Regions from separate parts of the Mus musculus genome. Here regions 1, 2, 4, 5, 6 and 7 are each linked to region 3. A link is a contact called in public ChIA-PET, HiChIP or PLAC-seq and promoter capture Hi-C data. All regions are on one chromosome and are shown on one strand. Each heading gives the region's core, a stretch centred on a gene start, on an enhancer-like site or on the middle of the called end of the contact. The rest is flanking DNA. Distances are from core to core; before and after follow the strand shown. Region 1 has its middle 42 kb from the start of Runx2os3. Region 2 has its middle 110 kb from the start of Runx2os3. Region 3 holds the start of Supt3 (SPT3, SAGA and STAGA complex component). Region 4 has its middle 86 kb from the start of Runx2os3. Region 5 has its middle 22 kb from the start of Gm35097. Region 6 overlaps Supt3 (SPT3, SAGA and STAGA complex component). Region 7 has its middle 130 kb from the start of Runx2os3.

Evidence for each region. Promoter capture Hi-C pulls out the DNA fragments that hold promoters and counts their contacts. ChIA-PET counts read pairs in DNA pulled down with a chosen protein or histone mark. HiChIP or PLAC-seq counts read pairs in DNA pulled down with a chosen protein or histone mark.
Region 1: a contact with region 3 is called in an H3K27ac HiChIP or PLAC-seq map of SST interneurons, with 4 times the contacts expected there. The contact joins the enhancer-like site here to the promoter of Supt3 in region 3. A contact is called at or near these places in 1 of 39 promoter capture datasets (hippocampal neurons), 1 of 484 Hi-C or Micro-C datasets (bone marrow-derived macrophages), 4 of 115 datasets of contacts at active chromatin or transcription factors (SST interneurons, embryonic forebrain, fibro-adipogenic progenitors and 1 more) and 1 of 9 other capture datasets (adipose tissue).
Region 2: an RNA polymerase II ChIA-PET map of memory CD8 T cells shows a contact between it and region 3, with 10 times the contacts expected there. The contact joins the enhancer-like site here to the promoter of Supt3 in region 3. A contact is called at or near these places in 14 of 39 promoter capture datasets (the 3T3-L1 cell line, 3T3-L1-derived adipocytes, the C10 cell line and 9 more), 2 of 15 datasets of contacts at CTCF or cohesin (large pre-B cells and pro-B cells), 8 of 484 Hi-C or Micro-C datasets (the 3T3-L1 cell line, the HPC-7 cell line, bone marrow-derived macrophages and 5 more), 22 of 115 datasets of contacts at active chromatin or transcription factors (the 230-238 cell line, the NIH/3T3 cell line, T-cell acute lymphoblastic leukemia and 15 more) and 2 of 9 other capture datasets (adipose tissue and macrophages).
Region 4: a contact with region 3 is called in a FOXA1 HiChIP or PLAC-seq map of pancreatic cancer cells. The contact joins the enhancer-like site here to the promoter of Supt3 in region 3. A contact is called at or near these places in 2 of 39 promoter capture datasets (cranial neural crest and neural stem cells), 2 of 484 Hi-C or Micro-C datasets (the 3T3-L1 cell line and pancreatic cancer cells) and 9 of 115 datasets of contacts at active chromatin or transcription factors (T-cell acute lymphoblastic leukemia, bone marrow-derived macrophages, effector CD8 T cells and 5 more).
Region 5: a promoter capture Hi-C map of hippocampal neurons shows a contact between it and region 3, with 9 times the contacts expected there. The contact joins the enhancer-like site here to the promoter of Supt3 in region 3. A contact is called at or near these places in 9 of 39 promoter capture datasets (the 3T3-L1 cell line, cranial neural crest, embryonic stem cells and 4 more), 2 of 484 Hi-C or Micro-C datasets (the N1E-115 cell line and pre-B cells) and 6 of 115 datasets of contacts at active chromatin or transcription factors (embryonic basal ganglia, embryonic stem cells, forebrain and 3 more).
Region 6: a contact with region 3 is called in an H3K4me3 HiChIP or PLAC-seq map of the 230-238 cell line, with 4 times the contacts expected there. The contact joins the enhancer-like site here to the promoter of Supt3 in region 3. A contact is called at or near these places in 7 of 39 promoter capture datasets (the 3T3-L1 cell line, the C10 cell line, the HPC-7 cell line and 3 more), 2 of 484 Hi-C or Micro-C datasets (the N1E-115 cell line and liver) and 11 of 115 datasets of contacts at active chromatin or transcription factors (the 230-238 cell line, acute myeloid leukemia, astrocytes and 6 more).
Region 7: a contact with region 3 is called in an H3K27ac HiChIP or PLAC-seq map of acute myeloid leukemia, with 5 times the contacts expected there. The contact joins the enhancer-like site here to the promoter of Supt3 in region 3. A contact is called at or near these places in 8 of 39 promoter capture datasets (the 3T3-L1 cell line, the C10 cell line, HPC-7-derived erythroid cells and 5 more), 1 of 484 Hi-C or Micro-C datasets (nephron progenitors), 8 of 115 datasets of contacts at active chromatin or transcription factors (acute myeloid leukemia, bone marrow-derived macrophages, embryonic forebrain and 5 more) and 2 of 9 other capture datasets (adipose tissue and macrophages).

What each region holds. Positions count from the first base shown.
Region 1 is chr17:44,518,980-44,521,802 of GRCm38.p6, reverse strand. It overlaps a transcript of Runx2 not described here. Among named protein-coding and RNA genes, the nearest start is that of Runx2os3, 42 kb to the left of the region's middle. Within about 2 kb of position 1,527, at least 20 of the 459 cell types and tissues checked have an H3K27ac peak or open chromatin away from gene starts, as enhancers often do. A contact at or near this core is called in SST interneurons, where this site is marked.
Region 2 is chr17:44,455,525-44,458,228 of GRCm38.p6, reverse strand. No RefSeq gene overlaps it. Among named protein-coding and RNA genes, the nearest start is that of Runx2os3, 110 kb to the left of the region's middle. Within about 2 kb of position 1,333, at least 36 of the 459 cell types and tissues checked have an H3K27ac peak or open chromatin away from gene starts, as enhancers often do. A contact at or near this core is called in the NIH/3T3 cell line, bone marrow-derived macrophages, effector CD8 T cells and 3 more, where this site is marked.
Region 3 is chr17:44,775,759-44,778,461 of GRCm38.p6, reverse strand. It overlaps Supt3 (SPT3, SAGA and STAGA complex component), which reads right to left and starts at 1,296. Exons shown (of 12, transcript NM_178652.3): 1 at 1,034-1,296. It also overlaps a transcript of Runx2 not described here.
Region 4 is chr17:44,474,629-44,477,457 of GRCm38.p6, reverse strand. No RefSeq gene overlaps it. Among named protein-coding and RNA genes, the nearest start is that of Runx2os3, 86 kb to the left of the region's middle. Within about 2 kb of position 1,332, at least 19 of the 459 cell types and tissues checked have an H3K27ac peak or open chromatin away from gene starts, as enhancers often do. A contact at or near this core is called in pancreatic cancer cells, where this site is marked.
Region 5 is chr17:45,168,285-45,171,118 of GRCm38.p6, reverse strand. No RefSeq gene overlaps it. Among named protein-coding and RNA genes, the nearest start is that of Gm35097, 22 kb to the right of the region's middle. Within about 2 kb of position 1,293, at least 36 of the 459 cell types and tissues checked have an H3K27ac peak or open chromatin away from gene starts, as enhancers often do. A contact at or near this core is called in forebrain and hippocampal neurons, where this site is marked.
Region 6 is chr17:45,118,704-45,121,704 of GRCm38.p6, reverse strand. Supt3 (SPT3, SAGA and STAGA complex component) reads right to left here. Exons shown (of 12, transcript NM_178652.3): 12 at 2,415-2,562. The coding sequence ends at 2,521. Among named protein-coding and RNA genes, the nearest start is that of Gm35097, 27 kb to the left of the region's middle. Within about 2 kb of position 1,419, at least 88 of the 459 cell types and tissues checked have an H3K27ac peak or open chromatin away from gene starts, as enhancers often do. A contact at or near this core is called in the 230-238 cell line, the HPC-7 cell line, the N1E-115 cell line and 4 more, where this site is marked.
Region 7 is chr17:44,432,941-44,435,935 of GRCm38.p6, reverse strand. No RefSeq gene overlaps it. Among named protein-coding and RNA genes, the nearest start is that of Runx2os3, 130 kb to the left of the region's middle. Within about 2 kb of position 1,710, at least 24 of the 459 cell types and tissues checked have an H3K27ac peak or open chromatin away from gene starts, as enhancers often do. A contact at or near this core is called in acute myeloid leukemia and pro-B cells, where this site is marked.

The sequences.
Region 1 (2,823 bases), core at 278-2,777, 260 kb after region 3:
TAACTCCTCTAGTCACTCTGGGAGTTGTGACAGAGGTGAAGGATGACTTTTGTCTATCCTAGGGGAGGCCACAAGGACTGTAAGCTCCTTGCGCCAAGCTGCAAAGCCATGGTGAATGTTCGCCACATGAAGCAGCTCAAGATGGGATCCTAAAGGATTGGTGGCTTTACTTCTTCAACGAGAGACTGTGAAGACAGAGATCGGTGCCTGCCGCTTCTTTTGTACCAGGGGAGGGCATGGCTGTTGCTGATGGGCTTGCCTGTGACACTGTGTCATCTTGAAGTGGTTATTTATGGATCTAGCCTCAGATCGTGTCTTGGATACAGAACAGATACAGGAGAGAGAGAGAGAGAGAGAGAGAGAGAGAGAGAGAGAGAGAGAGAACGAGGGGTGGGGTGGAGAGGTAGAGAGAGGTGAGGTGGGGTGAATATCTAAGAGATATTCTCGTGCTGGGAGTAAGTAGGTGGAGATACATATCTCTTATTTATTTTTACAAGGACAGTTTCCAAGCTCATCAAATTACTGTAGCCATCCATGCTGTAGCCATGCTAATTCTATGCCTATTCCCACAGGAGCATGGTAGTGAGAGGTGGGTCCAATTTTACAAAACATCACGGGAGTCTGTAGACATTTCTCTGGTATAGGCCTAGACTTTCAAAAAAAGGGGGGGCACTATTATTATTTGCAATCTACCTATCTATGATGGTTCTTTATAGGTCAAATGATTTAAATCTGGGCCTTTAAAGCTCTGCCTGATTTATTTGCGCAAGGAAATCATGTTTTCTTTGGAGCTTTTCAATGAAGGCATAATTACAGAGTTGCAAATACCATGCTCTATTTAAGGATCTGTCAGCATTTCCATAATAAACCTCTATTTTCAGGAGACTTGAACACTGCCAGCAAGACACAGACACTTGGGCAGGGACACAGAGAGAAAGGCAAGCCTTCTAAAACATATACGCTTGGTGGTCTCATCCGGGGACTCCATTTTGATCCAACTCTTTGTGTGTGTTTGTGGCTGCAGCACATTCTTCCTTGCTCCTGTGGTGGTGCCAGTGATGTGCCTGGCATCACTGTCCTCTGCCCAGCAGGATTCAGCTGGAAAGCAGGCTTGGGTGGTAACTGGACGCTGCAGCGCTCTGGGTGGCTGGCCAGCTCCCTTTCCAGACCCCAGCCAATTGCCAAGTTGCACTTCAGCCTAAAGAAGAGAAAAGAGGCAGGGGTGGGCGTGGGGTGGGGAGGGCCCTTGCTACTGCTGACTTTCCTTCTCCAACCCTCTCTGGTTAACTTGTGCATATGATAACTTGGATCTTGAAGGATAATGTATTAATAGCAACATTAAGTATGGTTTGAGTGTCTGGTATGTGCCCAGCACTTTCCAAATATTGAATTTGTAAACCTTATAATGATCGTGTAGAACTTGTTATCCCTGGTGTTCAGATGATGAAAATAGGCAGAAGAGGAGGGGGGCACTGTGGAAGAGGCACAGGCTTGCGCATATGCACGTGCACACAACAGAGCATCTAGCGGCAGGAGGTGGGAACCACCAACCAGGAGAAAAAGCCTCGTGATCAGTCACCTCCTGAGGCATGGTTTCATGGGTTAGCAGGATTCTGGCTGAGGTTTACTATTTTATTTATTTATTTAGCCAAGTGACAAGTCTATATTCTGTATTTCACATGAGTTATGCCTTTCTCAGCCATACCCCAGCAAAAAGTGAGGGTTTGTTGTTGTTGTTGTTGTTTTTAAGGCTGAAGATGAGGCGAGAGGTTATATAACTAAGAGGTGGCAGGCTTCTTGCATCTGGAATCCTGGTTCCTGACCATTCTGCTTTATGGCTTCCCAGGAGCCAGTCTCCCTCCTTTTGGGAGCTACAATATGAATGGAGACAGAAAGTTGAGACTTGGGACCTTTCTGCCCTACGTGGGAGAGCCTGTCTCCAAATTGCCCATGGCTCCTCTCCAGGAGTTTGTACGCTGACATTTTGCAGAAGGGGAACAGGTAATAGACACACTCTGGCACAGGAGCTTCAGGGACAGGGATGGAGGGGAGACCACCCTCCCTACTGTGTTCACAGCCAGCTCTGGGGAAACTGTTTTGTAAACTCTGCTTCCCTTGTGGGTGGTGCGATTGAATTCTTCTCTCTTAACTTTTCTGGGACTGGTTTTGAGTTGCTAGTTCCAGCTGAAGCTGGAAGTGGTAACATAGTCCAGCAAAAAAAAAAAAAAAGAGGTTGAAGAATTTTTTTTTTTAAACTAAGAAAGCATTCTTCCTGTTGGAGAGATGGTTCAGCAGTTAAAAGCCCACACCGCTCTTTCAGAGGGCAGGGGTTCAGTTCCAAGAATCCACACATGGCTGCTCACAGCTGTTTGTAACTCCATTTCCAGAGGGATCTGGTGCCTCTGGCCTTCCCAGGCATCTATACCTGTGTACATGCATGCACACGCATGCACACACAGGGACACACATATACACAAAGAAACTATCTTGTGGTGGCTACAGAGTAGTTTGGAAGGTGAAGTGCTTGTCTTACAAGCATGAGGGTCAGAGTTCAGTGCCCAGAACCCTCATAAAACACAGGGTGGTGCAGGCTAACCGTCCCAGCACTTGGGAAGAAGAGTAAGGCTCCCTGGCCAGTCAGCCTAGCCTAAGCAGTGAACAGAAGGTTCCAGAAATACTCACAAAACCAAATGAAATAAAGTAGATGGGAAGCCAAGAGGAATGACACCTGGGATAGTATCCTCCATAGATACAGGCACATGTGTGCATGCACACAGACACACATGTATGCACTGGCACACAGATGGATAAGCCTAGGCACCT
Region 2 (2,704 bases), core at 84-2,583, 320 kb after region 3:
CCCAAGCAGTGTCACATATGGGTTCCATCTCATGGGGTGGGCCTTAAGTCAAATAAGTTATTGGTTGGCAACTCCTATAAGCTTTGTGCCACCATTGTCCTGGCTTTCTTGCAGGCAGAACAGCATTGTAGATCAAAGCATTTGTGGTTGAGTTGGTGTTTACGTTTCTATTTGGTAGCTTGCAGAATAGCGTTCTGTACCAAAGACACTAGACTGTAGGTGTGATGTTAGCCTGATTTCTTATATCACTCATGCACCAAGAATGTCACCACCCACAGTGGGCTGGGCTCCCGCACATCAATCATTAATTGGGAGAATAATCTATGGACGTGCATGTGTGGAGATCTAGGTAGAAGAATGTTCTGAATTGAAGTTCTTTCCAGATAACTCTAGTTTGTATCAAGTTGACAAAAACCTACCCAGGACACCTTGATACCACAAAAGTCAGAAGGAACTGTAGCACAATTTCATTGGCAAGACCATGATGTCAGGTGACACCTCCTGAGTGCCTATCATACTAGGGGCCACAACACTTAGTACTTTTACCCAGCTTAGGCCAATGAAATTCCAATGAATTTCTAAAAGTAGCATGATGGTCCATGTTGATTTTCAAACTGACAGCATTAAAAATCACCAAGGAAATGCAGGCATATCTGTGAGAGGCTTTCCAGATTGGGAAATTGGGATGGGAAGATCCACTGGGCATATGAGTGGCACCATTTGTTGGAAGGTCTGGGGCCCCAAGCTGAATAAAAAGGAGACGTGAGCTGAGTATCAGCGTTCAGTTCTTTCTGCTGATGTTTCACACACTCAAATGTAACATTAGAATGTAACATAACGACACTATGTTACAGGTGCCTCAAGCTCTGGTTGCCATGACTCCCCCACCCCACCCCTGCCATGATGGACTGTGTTCCCTTGAACTGGGAAGCCAAATCAAATCTTCCCTTAAGTTGCTTTGGTAAGGTTTGGTTTTTTTTGTTTTTTTGTTTTTGTTTTTGTTTTTGTTTTTGCCACAGCAATAAGAAGAGTGCCTAATACCACTCATCCTTGTATTCTAGAGAAGATGGATCGAGGTGAGCTGTCTCTGCTTATTTCAGTTGAAGCTGGGATTTAAGCCAGTTTGCCCTCAAAGCCGGGATGCTTCTCTTTCTGCCCCCTGGATCTCATAATGAACACTATGACTATTTGTTCCTCAATACTTCGTGGCTGTGTTCTCCAAAAACTACTAAGCTTTAGAAAATATTTTGAAAATCCCCACCAAGGTAGACTGAAGCAACTATACCACACTTTGCTTGAGAATTTCCCCCATGACGGGGATGAGCCCCTTCTCACCAACATCCAGCTCATGAGCTCTTGGCTTGCTTTGAGACCACAGAGCAGGGCAGGTGCCTCTGGTTCCCATGGAAGCTGTGACTTCAGAGGCCTCTCTTCTCAGCCCTTCTCCATCCTCTCCTCTCTGCCCAGGAGAAAGGCTGGCCCTGGGGGATGCTGAGAAACTAGATGCAGGCTTGCCTTTTAAATCAGGAGTCCTTACATCTTCAAAAGGACATTACAAGATAAATAGCGTGTCCATGGCTTCTTATTGAGATGTTGTAAAGGACTCACCCTCTCGTCTTCTTTTTCTTCGAGGATGCAGGGGTGGAGGTGGGTGGGGGTGGGTGGGGGCGGAGGTGAGGGTGGGGGGACTTTCTCTGGGTTTCTCCCTCTAATGCTACACTCTCCTTCAATAGGAAACAGGAAGGGAGAAATCACAGAAGTCGGAAATTCTAATGCACTTTTTCTCTTGTGTCAAAGGCTGAGCAAGCCCCAGTCACTCTCAGAAGATGGTGAGAGATTACAGACCCAGGTGCCAATCTGTATTTGAAGAGAAAGATTTTAAACATCACTGTCAACATGAAAAAGAAAAAAGAAAAAAGAAAAAAGAAAAAAAAAAAAAAAAAGGAAAGGGTGAGGGTGTTGGGCCAGGAAAGCAGAACTCTACTTTTCGTTCTTTTGCAGATGATCTCAGTCCTTGATGTCTAGGAAGGGAGAGGACTGGGGAGGGGCAGGGAAGGGGAAACCTCCTCTGGGTTAAGGAGTCTTTTAAAACTGTTGATCTTGCCAGGTTCCAACTTCCGACAGCAGCTAAAATAGTGTTGTCATTTGCAAGCGGGAAGGGACAATTCCTCAGGTTAAATGCACAGGAAGATCGCAAGGGGCTTTCCTGTACCTGTGCAGGGGCTTGGAGCTGCAACCCAACGAATCACGATGAGTGGAGGGTGCATTTGGGGGTCCTGAAAGGATGAAAAGACACATTTCCTCCCCTCAGAGTCTGCACACTCCCAGTGACTAGCTCAAAGAAAGCTGCCTCTGTGCAACATCCCCCTCTGCTGGATTCTTGTGTGGAACACAGCACCCTATAGCCCCGCTGCTGCCCGGAGAAGCTCAGCTGAGCCTGTCTGTTCATTTACACTCACCTGGGGTTGGCCAAGCTGATATCCCTTGCCAGACCCACTATAGCTTTGCCTGCGATGAACTGTTCTTCATCACTCTACCTAGGAAAGATAAGACACATTTCCCAGTGCTATGTGGGTGCTGGGTAGCATCGAGAGTTAGAACTTCAAAGGACGAGGAGTCTCTCAGAGAGGGAGAGCTGCTCCCTGAAGGCACACAGCTGTGAAGAAAAGAAGCTGGGCAGGGACCTCCTTCTTCTGCCTCTCTC
Region 3 (2,703 bases), core at 47-2,546:
TGTGTGTCTACTTACTTACATTGTAATTAATTTGCTAACCAATTAAAAAATCAAGCTCATCAGAGCCACCTGCACCCGGTGGTTACCATATTGGTAGCCCATAGAGTATAGCATTTCCAGCTTGGCATAAAGTCCCCTTGGGCAGTGCAGCCGGAAAAGGGTGGGAAGCTTGCAATAGTATGGTTAAAGTAAGGTCTGGTTGTGCAAAACATTATCTTAGTAGTCATATTCCGCCTCGCTGGAACACGCAGAAATTCTACCAGTTGTTTCTTTCTTTAAGTAAATCTTTTAACAGTGAACTAACTCAAAAATACTGAGAACTCAGGTTTTATCCCAGATAAATATGTACTGGTTTCTTCCTGAGTCTACTAATTCCAAGGACATAAAGCTAATTTTAATCCGGGTGTTCAGTAACAACACTGCTACTGGGATCCTGTCTGACCGTCAAATATATTCCACTATCCCTATAACTCTTATCACTTGTCACATCAACTAGCCTGACTTCCAATATAGAAGGCAAGATGACAGACAATTTCCTTGGAGCTCAAACGTAATTAATCACAGCTGGCGTGATACAAGCTTTTAGCACACAGATCTTCTCCCATAAACCTGAGTTTTGAGCTAGGCTGCGATGATCCCCATCTATACCCCCCGACACCACCGGCTAAATGATTTATTTCCCCAGGGGTCCCAGAGGCGAGCTCTGACAGCAACATCTCTGTGTCCTCTGTCCCTCAGCCTGCATGCACACTGCACTTCCTTCCACTACCACTTCCTAGCTTCCTAGCTTGCCTTCTTGGAGGACTTCCCACCCATTTGGGTGACAAGCCTAAACGGTGCCTCTCCGCCCGGCCCCGAGGGCTCCCCTGCCTCACGCCCACCGACAACGGGGAGGAGCCACGGGGCACCCCACGCTCGGCGGCCTGCATCCGGCTGGGCCCGCAGCCCCGGGCCAGGCATTTGGCTGCCACGACGTCCCTCAAGTTCCCATGACCTCGCCCCACTCCCCGCCGCCCCCACGCGCCCCCACAACCTCTGCTTAAGACACGTGGAGGCACGGCTGCGCGTCCCGCGTGGAGAATGAGAGGGGACAGAGATGGCGCGGTGTCTGCGGCGGCGGCGGCCCCGGGACACGACGGGCAGGGGGGCGGGGAGTGGGGGGAACCAGAGATTGTAGAAAGGGAAAAGGTGACTGAGCTAGGCTGGAGGGGGTGGGGGTAAGATGGCGAGAGCGCCACTATGAGGGGCGGGGCGGGGGTAGCGGAGCCTGGGGTGACTAGAGGGACGGGCCAAGCCGTGCGGCGAGAGCGCATGCGCACCCGGCTGGCCAGCGCGCGCGGTCGCGGGCCTGCTTCTTCTACTTCCGCCACACTCCGGGGGCGGGGCTTCGCGCTCCCGCCTCGGCGTACGGAGCGGCCCGCAGCCACGCGGCGGAGCCTCAGAGCGGGAGTTGTGATGAGTCGAGTGAGCGATCTGGCAGAGGAGCTGGATTTGGCCTGTGGTGACTCTGCAGACCGTAGGAGTGAGCCCGAGGAGCTAGGATTATTGAGAGTCGGTGATCTGCACTGGGAGAAGGTCTATGCAAGCTTCTCTTCAGGGGTTGGTCAGGTGACCAGAATTGTTTCCAATGACAAAGGGGCGCAGAGTTAGGAAAGACTCTCTCCTCAGAGAAGCACTGTGTGAGGACTCAGTCCGTTCTAGGACCTGGGAACACCCACCTACCCACCCCTACCGGCCCTTGCGCAAAATCGAAAGCCTGTGAAAACTCATCTGCAAAGTTACCCCACCCCACCCCCGTTCCTTTCTACAAAGTTCCATTACTTTAAAAAGCATGCTTTAGTTAATAACTTTCACTATTGGGGAAGCTTTATAAACAAGCAGTGGTGATTTTTCCTTGCACCACTTATATTGAATTGTATGTATGACCTGTCTTCCCGTGTTTGATGGTTGCAGGTGTAGTACCTTAATGAACTGGAGACAATTGTGTGTGATGTTTTCACTCGGCTGTTTAGAAAAGAAAATATCCACTATCCTACCATTTCAAATATTATTTTTATTATATTATTTTTACTATTATTATTTATATTAGTCACTTTTTTCGCTAGGGTTTTACTGCTGTGAATAGATACCATGACCAAAGCAACTCTTAAAAGAACATTTAATTGTGGCTAGCTTACAGGTTCGGAGGTTCAGTCCATTATCAAGACAGGAGCATGGCAGCATCCAGGCAGGAATGGTGCAGGAGGAGCTGAGAGTTATACATCTTCATCTGAAGGATGGTAGTAGAAAACTGGCTTCCATGCAGCAAGGATGAGGGTCTTAAAGCCCACACCTACAATGACACACCTACTCCAACAGGGCCATACCTTCTAATAGTGCCATTCCCTGCGCCGAGCATATACAAACCATCACATTCACCTTTACCAGGTCTTTTCAAGCACTACTTACTTCATTAATGTCTTGCCTATGAATGTATGAGTTCTGAAATAATCCTATTTGCTGAGTGTCTTTAAAACAGCCATTCATCTGATCATCTCCTCTCTGGATTGCAATTGTCTTGTGCTTAGTCCTCTGTAACTGCCAGACACTTCAATATTTGCCAAATACACTTCCAAGAGTAGATTTAGGATGTGGAGGGTCAACATGAAGTGTAAGATCCAGGCTCACTCTGCCCAAAGCTGAGTGCGAGCTATATGGGAAAGT
Region 4 (2,829 bases), core at 83-2,582, 300 kb after region 3:
AAGTAGAAAAATTGTAGATAGATGTTTTCACCATTTTGAATTTTTATTTGAAAGCCTGTATTTTATCTTTGGCTACAAATACCAACAGTTATTTTCTAGAAGGTACCTGTGGAGAGACCCACACCCAAGTTAGCATGACTGTCTATAAGGAGGCAGTGTCTCAAGTAAAATTTGGTCTGCGATACAATAGCCAGATACCTAAGCTAGCAACTCACACAATGCCACACACAGTCTCCTTTGAGTCAACGGCTCTATTTTGGTTGATGGAAGAGGGCTTTATGAATATTCTTAGAGAATTGAAGAACTGTGCTCAAGGACCTAGACCTAATGGAATTATTCATTTACATAGTACCTCCAGGAGTCATGAAACTGAGACCTTTAATCAGTGAATGGGTAGCGGGGGGTCTAGTGACCACCAATGCCATCAATGTGGGTAAAAGGCACATTGGAAGTACAGGACTCTTGGGGGAATTTAATGAAACATGGTATTGTTACAACTTCAGGTTCCACATCACAACTGACTTTTAGAGAGTATTGCTGGTTTGATTCTGATGTGGCATCAAACAGAACACCTTCAATGAAGTGAAAGCAATGTGAAACCAGTTCTTCCTTATGCAGCTGTTATCTGAGTGGGACCACATCTGGAGAGACGCATACAGCACTGTCCTCCCTTGCTTTCATGATTCTGGTACAAATGCCAGCAGCAAATCGGGGTGGCATGAGAGGGTGACAATACATTTGTGTTGTCCTGAGAATAGTTTGGCTATATCTCAGACCTTCAGGGCTTTAGAGCATATTCATAATGGCTAAAGGACATAGAGATTCAAGTCATGGAGCTGCATATAGTGTGCCTGTGTGTGAACGAAGAGGGTTACAACTACAAGGAGAACTGAGTGGCGAGTGCGAACCTTGTGTTATGTGGGGGAATAGGCACCCAGGAAAGAAGAACAGCAAGGGTAAACCTGCAGCAGGGGCATGTGTTCTAGCCCCAGATGTGGCTATGGGAAGCTGTAGAGAATGAAGTCAGAGTGGATATGAGCTAGGTTGTATGAGTGCCTCCAGAGAGGTCCTAAAGATGGAGGGTTCCATGTCAAGAGAGCTGGGGAAGCCTACGAGTCTGTAGGCAGGGGGATGGCACAATTTGCCTTTTCGTCGGCTGTAACTCCGGTTGGAGACAGAAGTGAGTTAAGAGTGGGGACTTATATCATCTAACAGGGCTATTCCAACAGTGAGAACATTATCTGTTAATTACAGACTAACCTGAAGTAGAACATTTGACTAAGCCTTTGCTCACCGGGCCAGGCAAAGGCCATCTTACAAGAAGGTGGCTTCCAGAGTTGAGTCATCCACTTTGTATACAAAAGACAATGAATATGATTCATGCCTAAAAACAGGCTGAAGCGTAGTGGCCTTTTTACCCGGGAGTGTCCCCACTTATCGTAAGATTGCTTAAAGTGTTAGGAGCGGGCCTGTTAAAGGAACAATGCTTATGACCCTGAAAAAGGGTCTTGGTCCCATGAAGTGTGTACCAGTCCATTTTCTGTTACTATAGCAAAAGACTGGAGGCTGGATACTTACTAAAGAAAAGAAACACATCTAGATCGCAACTGTGGCCATTAGAAGGTATAACATTAGCTTATCACAACCTAGATGAGGGCTCCTGCTGCTTTGTTTCTTAGTAGAGGGATCCTAACTTTCTGTGTCCGTAAGAGTGTGTATATGTATATGGTTGTGTGCGTGTGTGCATGTGCGTGTGTGGCATGTGCGTGTGTGGCATGTGGAAGCCAGAGGATAACATTGGCTGCTATTCCTCAGTTGCTGTTATTTTGAGACAGTGGCTTCCATTGTCCTGGAGCTTGCCAAGTAGGCTGCTTGACTAGCCGGCTAGCTAGTGCCAGAGACTTGCCTGTCTCTGCCTCCCCAGCACTGGGATAACAAGTGCATGCCATCTTTATGTGGGCTCTTGAGGGAGCAGACCAGGTCTCAAGCTTTGAAGGCAGTAACATTACTGAATTAGCTCTCATGCCAGGATCTCACAGCTAAGATGCTGCTTATAAAAACTAACCAGGGCCCCTTAAAACTATATTTCAAAGATGATGCACCCTATGACATAATGACTTGCCCTAGACCCCAACCTGCTCATACAGATATCCAATAGAGGACACAATGAAGATATATTCAAACTGTAATAAGGCTTTTGGCTTCTGATAGCAGAAGTCCTTGGTGGGAAAGGGGTCCTATCAACCTGATCCTTGAACCCTTCTATAGAAATATTTGTGGAGGCTGGAGCAAGGGCTTGTCTATGTTCTCTAAAAGAGAACAAACAGTCTTTTCATAATAGGAAGTCAGGGGCTCGAGAGCCAGCTCAGTCAGTAATGAATTCAAGCTCCAGAGTCCACGTGAAACAAGACAAGTACTTTAAATTCAGCCCTGGGGAGACAGCATCAGGTGGGCCCCTGGGCTTGCTGGCTGGCCAGCCTAGCCTAACTGTGAGCCCTAGGTCCCAGTGAGAGATCCAGGGTTTGTCACTGTTGTTTGTTTGTTTTTAAAGGTGGGTGTTAGAAAAACTGGATATACACCTGCAGAAGAAAGAAATCAAATCCACACCACTGACCTTGTACACAATTAACTTTAAAGCAGATCAAAGACCTGAATTTCCCCTCTGAGGTAATGAAACTGCTGGACAGAAATAGGGGTGCTCTTTAACAGAAAGCTTTAGCAAGACCTTTCTGAATAGAATTCCAACTCCACAGGAACCAGTCCCAGGAATCAACTAGGAATTCCAAAGTTTCTTGACAGCCAAAGGAACAACGAAAACACGGTCAGCAG
Region 5 (2,834 bases), core at 44-2,543, 390 kb before region 3:
TTGACCCTTTTCCCCTTGTCTTTCTCTCTTTCCCCTCTTTGTCTCCAATAAACCTCTGACGCGTGGAACTGCTTTGGCCTGGTGTGGTCTGTCTGGACCCATTAAAATGAGTCCCCATTTTAATGTATCAGTGACAGCATTTCCAGGAGAGCAGGTGGAACAGGGAGGAGCTGGGACAGCGACAGTGGAGGATGCAAAAGGCACCCAGTCATGCCCCAGGGTAAGAAGTCCTGCCCCTTCTCCACAGCCCCCAGTCAGACAGGAATCCCTGAAGCAAAGAATTGCTTTCTGAGGGCTGCGTGCAGGGGCCCTGGCCTTCTTCCTCTTGAGACCATAGGAGTCTGCCTGCCTTTCTTAGTTTCTTATTTGTGTTTTCTATGGCTTTGGTTCAGATAAATAAGAAATGAACATGGAGAGAGACGCATGAACCTAACCTCTGGCTGTTTTGGTGGGTAGAATCTAGTGGGGTGAGTTGTCAAAACATTTCAGGGCTGCACGGACCATGTGCTGTCTGTCTCACAGTGGCTTTATGAATGCTTTCTGTTTAGAAGGAAGAGCCTTGGGGCTCAGCGTTCTCTTAGCCTATTAGCGCTGATGTTCTGGGGGAAGGAGACTTGGAACCCAGGGAGGAAAAAGCAGGCAGAGGGAACGAATAGTGTCAGCTGGGGCATGATGGCTGTCAGGAGGGAGGAATTCCTCACATGGTGTATTAGTCAGGGTTCTCTAGAGTCACAGAACTTATGGACAGTCTCTAGATAGTAAAGGAATTTATTGATGACTTACAGTCGGCAGCCCAATTCCCAACAATGATTCAGTCGCAGCTGTGAATGGAAGTCCAAGGATCTAGCAGTTACTCAGTCTCACGCAGCAAGCAGGCGAAGGAGCAAGAGCTCGAGCTAGACTCCCTTCTTCCAATGTCCTTATATTGTCTCCAGCAGAAGGTGTAGCCCAGATTAAAGGTGTGTCCCACCACACCTTTAATCCCAGATGAAAGGCGTAGCCCAGATTAAAGGTGTGTTCCTTAAACTCAGAGATTCAATCTTCTGGAATCCATAGCCACTATGGCTCAAGATCTTCAAACCAAGATCCAGATAAGGATCTCCAAGCCTCCAGATAAGGGTCACTGGTGAGCCTTCCAATTCCGGATTGTAGTTCATTCCAAATATTGTCAAGTTGACAACCAGGAATAGCCACTACACATGGGTAATCCACAAACCAGAGGGCTCTGAGGTGAGAGGCAGCACCCAACAGAGAAGAGCTCCGCACAGTGCTGTTGGAGGATTGACAGCACAGAAGGTGCCTGCTCACTCTCCTCTCCCCGACTCTGCCCTTCTCAGGGCTGCCCTGTCGCATATGGACCTCATCCAGGTAGAGTGAAATCTTGCATCCCTCTGGCTGTAGAAGTTGCTGTGCTAGGTAATGAAATCTTTGTTGTTGCAGATTCCAAAAGAAAGAAGGCGAGAAAGAAGCTAGCCCTTCAAGTGTGCTTTAAGAGCAGCGAGCTGATGGGGAATGCATTTCCCACAGCAGAACAGGATGAGGGGATTTGTAAGTGAGGCTCCAGCAGCTGGTCTCTGGGGGCAGGGTGGCAGCTGCCGTGTGTGTGTGTGTGTGTGTGTGTGTGTGTGTGTGTGTGTGTGTGTGTGTGTGTGTGTGTAAGGGGACTCAGGCAGAGGGATAAGCATCTAGTGGGCTGAGCTGTCAAAACATTTCAGGGCTGTGCAGGCCACGCGCTTCTGCAGAGAAAATTCCACAATTATGCTATGAAATATGCTGTATTTTTTCCCCTACAAACCCCAAACTTTACACCCACATAAAAGCTCTCAGAGTCATTTGACATGCATAGGCGAGCAGACAATCTGTCTGAACTCACATTGCAGAAGCTTAACACGCATTTGATTTTGTATTTCATCGATTCCCCCCCAGCGTCCCTGAAGAATAAAAGGAATAAATAGCAGAGTCCATTTGATGGAAGAGATTGGCTAGAGGCCAGTGAACATGAACATGGCAATCCAGATGGATTCAGGAGCCTTCGGGCCCTGTCCACTGTCTGGGCTCGTCCTGAGGCCTCCACACTATTGGCTCAACCCTGAGATTCCCTTCCACTCTGTAACAAGGCTTTGGCCATGTGAAACTGTGACCCTGATATCATTTCTCCCTCTCCCTCTTCCTCTCCCCTTTCTCCCTCCTTCTTAAATGAGTCTTTGTGGTTGAGGGCATTTCTTTTTTTTTTTAATAAACAAACAGATAACAACAAATAAATAGACAAATATAATAATTTTATGTGTATGAGTGTTTTGCTTGCATGTCTGTCTGTGTACCACATGTATGCCTGGTGCCCATGAGGTCAGAAGAGGGCATGGGATTCCCCAGAATTGGAGTCATAGGTGCTTAAGAGCTGCCATGCAGGTGCTGAGAATCAAACCCTGGTCTTCTCGAAGAGAAGTCTTAACTGCTGAGCTGTCTCTTTACTTCCTTACCTTGACATTTTCATAGGGCAGAACTGCTTTTGTTTCCCTGAAGACAGACTGCCCATGGGGGGAGGGGCAGAGGGGGGAGGGGGTGGAGATGGAGGGGTTGGAGGCTAGTAGTTAGTCCCGCAAGTAATTCTTTGGTAGTGTTCAGGTGAAGGACTTGTTGGGATGGGGTCAGAGCATGCTAAGGCATTATAATGGTTTGAACAAAAGTGGTTTCCATGAGAGTGGCACTAATAGGAGGTGTGGCCTTGTTGAAGTAGGTGTGGCCTGGTAGAAAGTGTGTCGGTAGAGCATGGATTTTGAGATTTCAGAACCTCAAGCCAGGCCCAGTGGCTCACAGTCTTGCTGCCTGTGGAT
Region 6 (3,001 bases), core at 170-2,669, 340 kb before region 3:
GACCAGACAGCCTCACAGGAGCTATCTATATACACTGTATATTTAAAAATATTTGCATTTCTGATGTTTTTTAAATAAAAACCTTAATCTGGAACATTATTTTTGAATCTCAACTATTATCATGTGTGAAGGCACTCCCTTTAGACATGACCCCAAAAGGGCATTTCCAGAAAGTCACACTTGTGAGTTTAGGCAGTAGAAGGTTTCTGCTTCCTTTTTCCTTACCTACGGGGCCACATCAATTTTCCAGAAGAGAAGCTATTTACTATCTTTGGGTTTATTTACTTTTAAGTTTGCTAAAGTACAGGGGATTAACAACAACAACAATAAAATCCCACCCAGGAACTGTCTGTGTATTGCTACCTGATTGAGAGTTGGGCCTTATGTGTAGAAAGTGTGTCATTTACTGGCACAGCCCTTCAAAGATTTCACTATTATGATTCCACATTTATACTTTAGCTGTGTGTATAATCAGTATCTTTAAGAAATAAGTTTATGCTATTGTACAGAATAAATATGAGAGCCCTGTTGTGTCTGGCTGACAGTCTCATAAGTCCAGGGTGGTAAAGTATGTGTTAAGGCTTCGGGAATCACAGACGGTGACCCAGGACAGTCATTTGCTTGTCTAGGCCAGGCTCGTTTGCATCTAAGTATGTGACAATTCCCAATGGCCCTCACAGCTGCCTTCTCTACTGTGATAATAGGTGACACTTTAATCTGAGGGTATAGTTTATGGAAGTATCATTTGTGAGATTTTTCTTCTAAATTTTATCTATATCACTGTCTATAAAATTTTGTCGTACTTCTAATTTAGTCTTGTTCAATGGGCTAGGGGAAGAGCCCACGTGTAGGAAAGAGAAAAAAATTAAAACTATTAATATTGAGCGACTATGGGCACATCTCGGCTCGCTCAGGAAAGACACAAAAGACCTTGTTTCATTTTACCTTCAGCTTTCTGGACGATGATGAAAAGTGAAAGTGATTATGTGAGCTCCCTGGGCAAAAGCAGATTTTATAAATAATTACCTGTCAGACAGTTCAAGATAGACAAACATACAGCAGACCAACACAAACACAGAGCTGTCGTGTTCCTGAGAGAAATGTGCGCTGAGTCTTCCCTTCCCGGGACTATGAGGAGATTAGGTAGAAGAAAACGAAGGGGAAAAAGAAAACCTTGCATTTTTTACCTGGTGCAGTTTTCAAATATATAATGCGGGGCAGAGAAGGGTTTTCAATGGGAGATCTCAGCCCCTGAAACTTTGAGATCTTCTGGCAGATGGAAACCAAATACAATAAGCTTGCCATTTCCAGCATAAGGATGCTTACTGCAGGGCTATAATTTCCCATGATTAGGGACGCCAAGGGCAATGAGAGTGACGATGAAAAGAAAAAGCATAATCATACTTTTCAATAAGCGCGGGTGGAACGTCAGAACCCCTCGGCAATTTTTGATATTAAATATCTGCATTTTTTTTTATAACATGTACATTCTTCTTCCTGAAAACGGTTGTTACACATCAGGTAAACCACAGCGGGGAACGGCACGGCACATCAGGGCACAGCACACTGAGGCTCAGAACGGTTTGTTCGCACAGGAAACTTCTGCTCTTGCTTCTCTCTCTTACCCGGAACACTTACAGAACGAAAGACATAACTTCCTCCTGCTCGATTCATATTAATCAGGAGCTATGCCGGGGCATCTGCTATATTTTGGTTTGTTCCCAAGAGTTACACTTCCTCGTTTACTAGAGAAAGTACGGATGGCAGAGGGGTAGCTTGGCAGCTCCCAGCAAGCAGTGCTGGATCCCCATCAGGGGTAGAATCTGCAGGGTTAGGATCCTCGTGCTCCCGATTTTAAACTGTGCTATGAAAGGGCATGGAAAGTGTGTGTGTGTGTGTGTGTGTGTGTGTGCACGCGCGTGCGCATAAAGATGGTCTCTTCAGTGACTGAGGTGATGGGGGAGGAGGGAACAGGTGGCTTGTCTCACCAGCAGAATCTCTGATGGGTGTATGTTTATAAAGTAACTATGTTTCTAAAATGCACACAGAGACAATCAACAGTGTTGGAAAGCACAGTTGGTGGGTCAGTGGGAAGGGTACACTGACTCATCTAAATTTTGTCTCTTTTGTCCCAAATCTGAATCATAAAAATGCATCATATAAAAGGCAGACTAAACACTGGAGGGGGAAAAAAACGCACAACACCGCTTTTAAGACTTAGGAGCTGAGGGCAGCAAATCTGTGCCAAATTCAAACTCCAAAATTGTGTGATGTGCATTTCTGTCCACCTACACACCATCCCCAACATCCTGCCATTAATTAGGCAATGGCCCATTCAGTAAACAAGGCTGAGGAGGATGGGGAAGAGCTGTAGTCAGACGGTTGAAGAGTCAGAAACAAAGCAGGCCACTCCCTAGGGCAGGAGAACATAAAATCCTATTTTATTTTCCGGCAGGACAGGCAAGAATGACCTCGGTGAACCACTCCCTCTTCGTGGCGGCAGGCACGGCCATGGTCCCCTCAGCAGGCCAGGAAAGCCATCCCACTCCTTCGGTAGGCACTCTGTCAAAGACAAAGAAATCTGCAATGAATTATCGCATCAAGTCGAACAAGGAGAGGAGGCAGAGGCTTTCTTCCTGTTTTGTAGACTGCTGGCTACGAGCTAATAGGACACTGAATATGAATATTTCTGGTGGCACAGCTATAGCGACCATTCTGTCTATTAAAGTCAATGTGGTTAACAAGTGGTTAGGGAGTCTATTTTGGGGAAGTGGGTGATATGCAAAATAAGGCATCCCATTTTGTCCTGTTAATGGATTGGGGTTGGTTGAGCCAAGGAAGAGATGTGCTGGGTCTGTTTGTCTTTTGGAAACATGTGTTCTCTATTCAACATGCTCCGCAGTCTGTTCTAACTAAGCATTGTAATAGTCTATAAATTACTGACTCATTACTGTCTTCCCAGGCATAATTTATAGTCTGGAGTGGAAGGCTGTGGGGACAG
Region 7 (2,995 bases), core at 461-2,960, 340 kb after region 3:
AATACCATCTGTTTGCAGAACTGCTTCCCACCACGTGTGTCATAACAACTCACTGTCTCGAAAGTGACAACAACAACAACGGTTCTGGAACTCACGGACAGGTCCAAGCTCAACCTCTAGAAAGGAATCAGACCCTCATCTCTGCCTCCCTCGTGCTGTCTCTCCCCAAGAGAAGAGATGATCAAAACCAGCTGGACAACCAGCCAGGGAGAACGAGCAGAGCCCAGAAATATAGAGAAGCTACTTGAACGTACCAGTGTCAGAGCTGAAGATGGTCATGTTTTTTAATTATTAGACTAGTTGAGAATGTGCCAATATGCCCATAAAATAAATGGCTGATCAGATTACATCTTAGAGAAATGAAGAGCGGGAAGACTGGAGCATGACCTTTCTACAAATTCTCCTTCTCCCCTGCCTTCCCCCATTTCCCCACCCCATTTCTGTTTGAGGGGGTTTGTTTTGTTTTGTTTTGTTTTGTTTGTTTGTTTTTTTTTGAGATAGAGTCCCACACTGTAGCACAGGTTAGCCTTGAGCTCAAGCTGCCCCTGCTGCCTTAGTCTCCTGACCCCTGACACCTCTCTATGCCCAGTGAAATTTCATATTTCTAAGTGGGGTCTTTCTGTTTGTAAAGATGAACTTAGCACAGTGGATGTGAGAATACTTGTAGAAGAAGATGTTCTATGGGTACCAATCGAACGGAGAGACCACAGTCAGGGGACTCTTGGTTCATCTTAAACTGAAGAAAAACATGTTAAGCTGAACTCGATGACTGTAGTTGAGGCTGGGAGTGAAGAGCCGTGTGTTGCATGTCCCATCTGAATATTTTCAGTATAAAAGAAAAACCTCAGCGGGGCAGCTATTTCTTCTTGGTTATGACCCTTGTTATACCAATAGCAGCATAATTCATGGTGCATTATGGGGGAGAGAGAGAAATCCTACTACAAATGCCCATCTGACCCTGAGATAACTTACCTTAACATGTGTGTAGGCATCACGTCACATTTCCATGTAAAATATAGATACCCTGCGTGATACTTAAGTGAACCCGTTATAGGTTTCTCTTTAATGCGTTTTCAGTCAATGACTTCTAAGACATTTGACATTATTTCTGGGGAGGAGATTTCCTGCCTCTTCCACAGCATTGATGAAAATCTAGCTGGGAACAATACATCTTCTGTGAAGCTCTCTCCACAGAAAGTAGAAGAAATAAATCTCTCTTCTCAGCACTGGCTCTGAAGGCAAGCCGAGGAGAGCACAGGGCCTTGGGAGGATTGACACTCAAGGGGAGAGGGGAAAGGCTCCTCAATATGCAACAGGCTCAGGGGACCTGGGGAAAGAAGTCAGTCTGGGGTCTGCTGCGGGGCACTGTGAGGGTCTAAGCCAAGACAGGAAGAGCACAAACCCCACCATTAATAAATGTGTCACTCTTACCTGTCAAGTGGGCCCCTTCGGTGAGAGTCACAGTGGTGTGAAATACAGAGCTTACTTGCCTTAACTCCTCATTTTATGGGCTGGAGGAAACCCATCAGCCAACTAGCCATGTGAAATTTGCTCGATGCTCCTGGCTCACCGAATGGTTAGAGATGAGTCCCAGGCCCTATGCCTTAGGTATTTTCCTTGCTGCTGTGGCAAAAATATTAGACAAAATGAGAGCTAAGGAAGGAAGGGTTGGTTTATTTTGGCTTGTGGTTTGAGGGTTCAGTCAATCATGGCATCCCCATGGCAGTACAAGTGTAAACTGACCGCTCACACTGCATTCCTAGGCAGGAAGCAGAGAGATCTGAATGCTTGCTCCACTCTCTTAATCGTTTTTTGTTCAACCTAGAACCTCAGTCCATCGATGGCACTGATCATGGGGCATCCTACCTCAACTAACCTAATCTGAACTCTCCCACACGGACACAGGCCCAAGAGTTGTCTCAGTTTCAACCACTACACTCACCAAGCCTCAGAAACAATCCTTGGGCAGAAGAGTGAGATCTCTAGCGAGGCGTATCTGAGATATTCCACAGCATTGATTTTGATGAGCCAGTCAGGTTCAACAGCAAGGGTAGACATAGGGCAGACCAATTATCTGAGCCGACGGGTTTCCTTTGTGACCTAGGACATGCCTTGGTGCCATGGTGCGCATGTGGAAGTCAGAAGACAACTTGTAGTAGTCAGTTTTCTCCTTCTGCCATATGGTTGTTGAGGGATGAGACTCGTGTCATCAAACTGGGTGGCAAGTATCTTCACCCACTGAGCCAGAACCTTGCTGTCTTTCAAAGAGACCTTTCAAGAGATACTTGATGCTTGATACTAATCCCCAAATATCCCTGGCTCCCCAGCAGATCTGCTCCTCTTTCCCTTTTCATGGTAGTGCCCATCTTTGTGTACACTGACCTGTTTACATATTCATCATGTCATCATGTGACACTCCCTGTTTGTATGTACAGTTCCTACTTTCAGGAATTCTGGCCCTATAATGTGTGGCACATAGTAGGTGGTTTTTCAGTGTTTATGAATTCAGAAACAAATGAAAGTATTTGGATCAGGTATTAGGCCAGGGCTTTCTCTAATCCTGGATGCATCTCCTCTAGGCAGGCTGTATCATTGCCACTTCACACATGGAAAAAAAAATTCAAGGCTTAATGAATTTAATGGGTTGCTGGAGGCTGTCTGGGCAGCTTGGGGAAAGAGTCTCCTAAAGGTCACTGGCAAAGGTGCAAAGGGAGGCTAGAAAGCAGTTGCTTCTTTACCCTCCCTCTCCTGTCCCCTCTGTGGTCCAGGTCTGGGCTTCCAGAAATTTCTTTTGAAGGAGAAGCCCTGCACTCTGTGGTTCTTGAGGCCCTTTCTGGCTTTGCTGTGGGTTCCTGCAACCTGAAGTTCCAAACAGAGGCATTTGCTAATTTCCTGAAGAAAGCTGCAGGAAGTCTTGTCCCTGGGTAAAAGCTGTTCACAGTAGGTGAGAAAAGGGGAAGTTTTCAGACCACCACACACTTGGAGGTTTCATTTT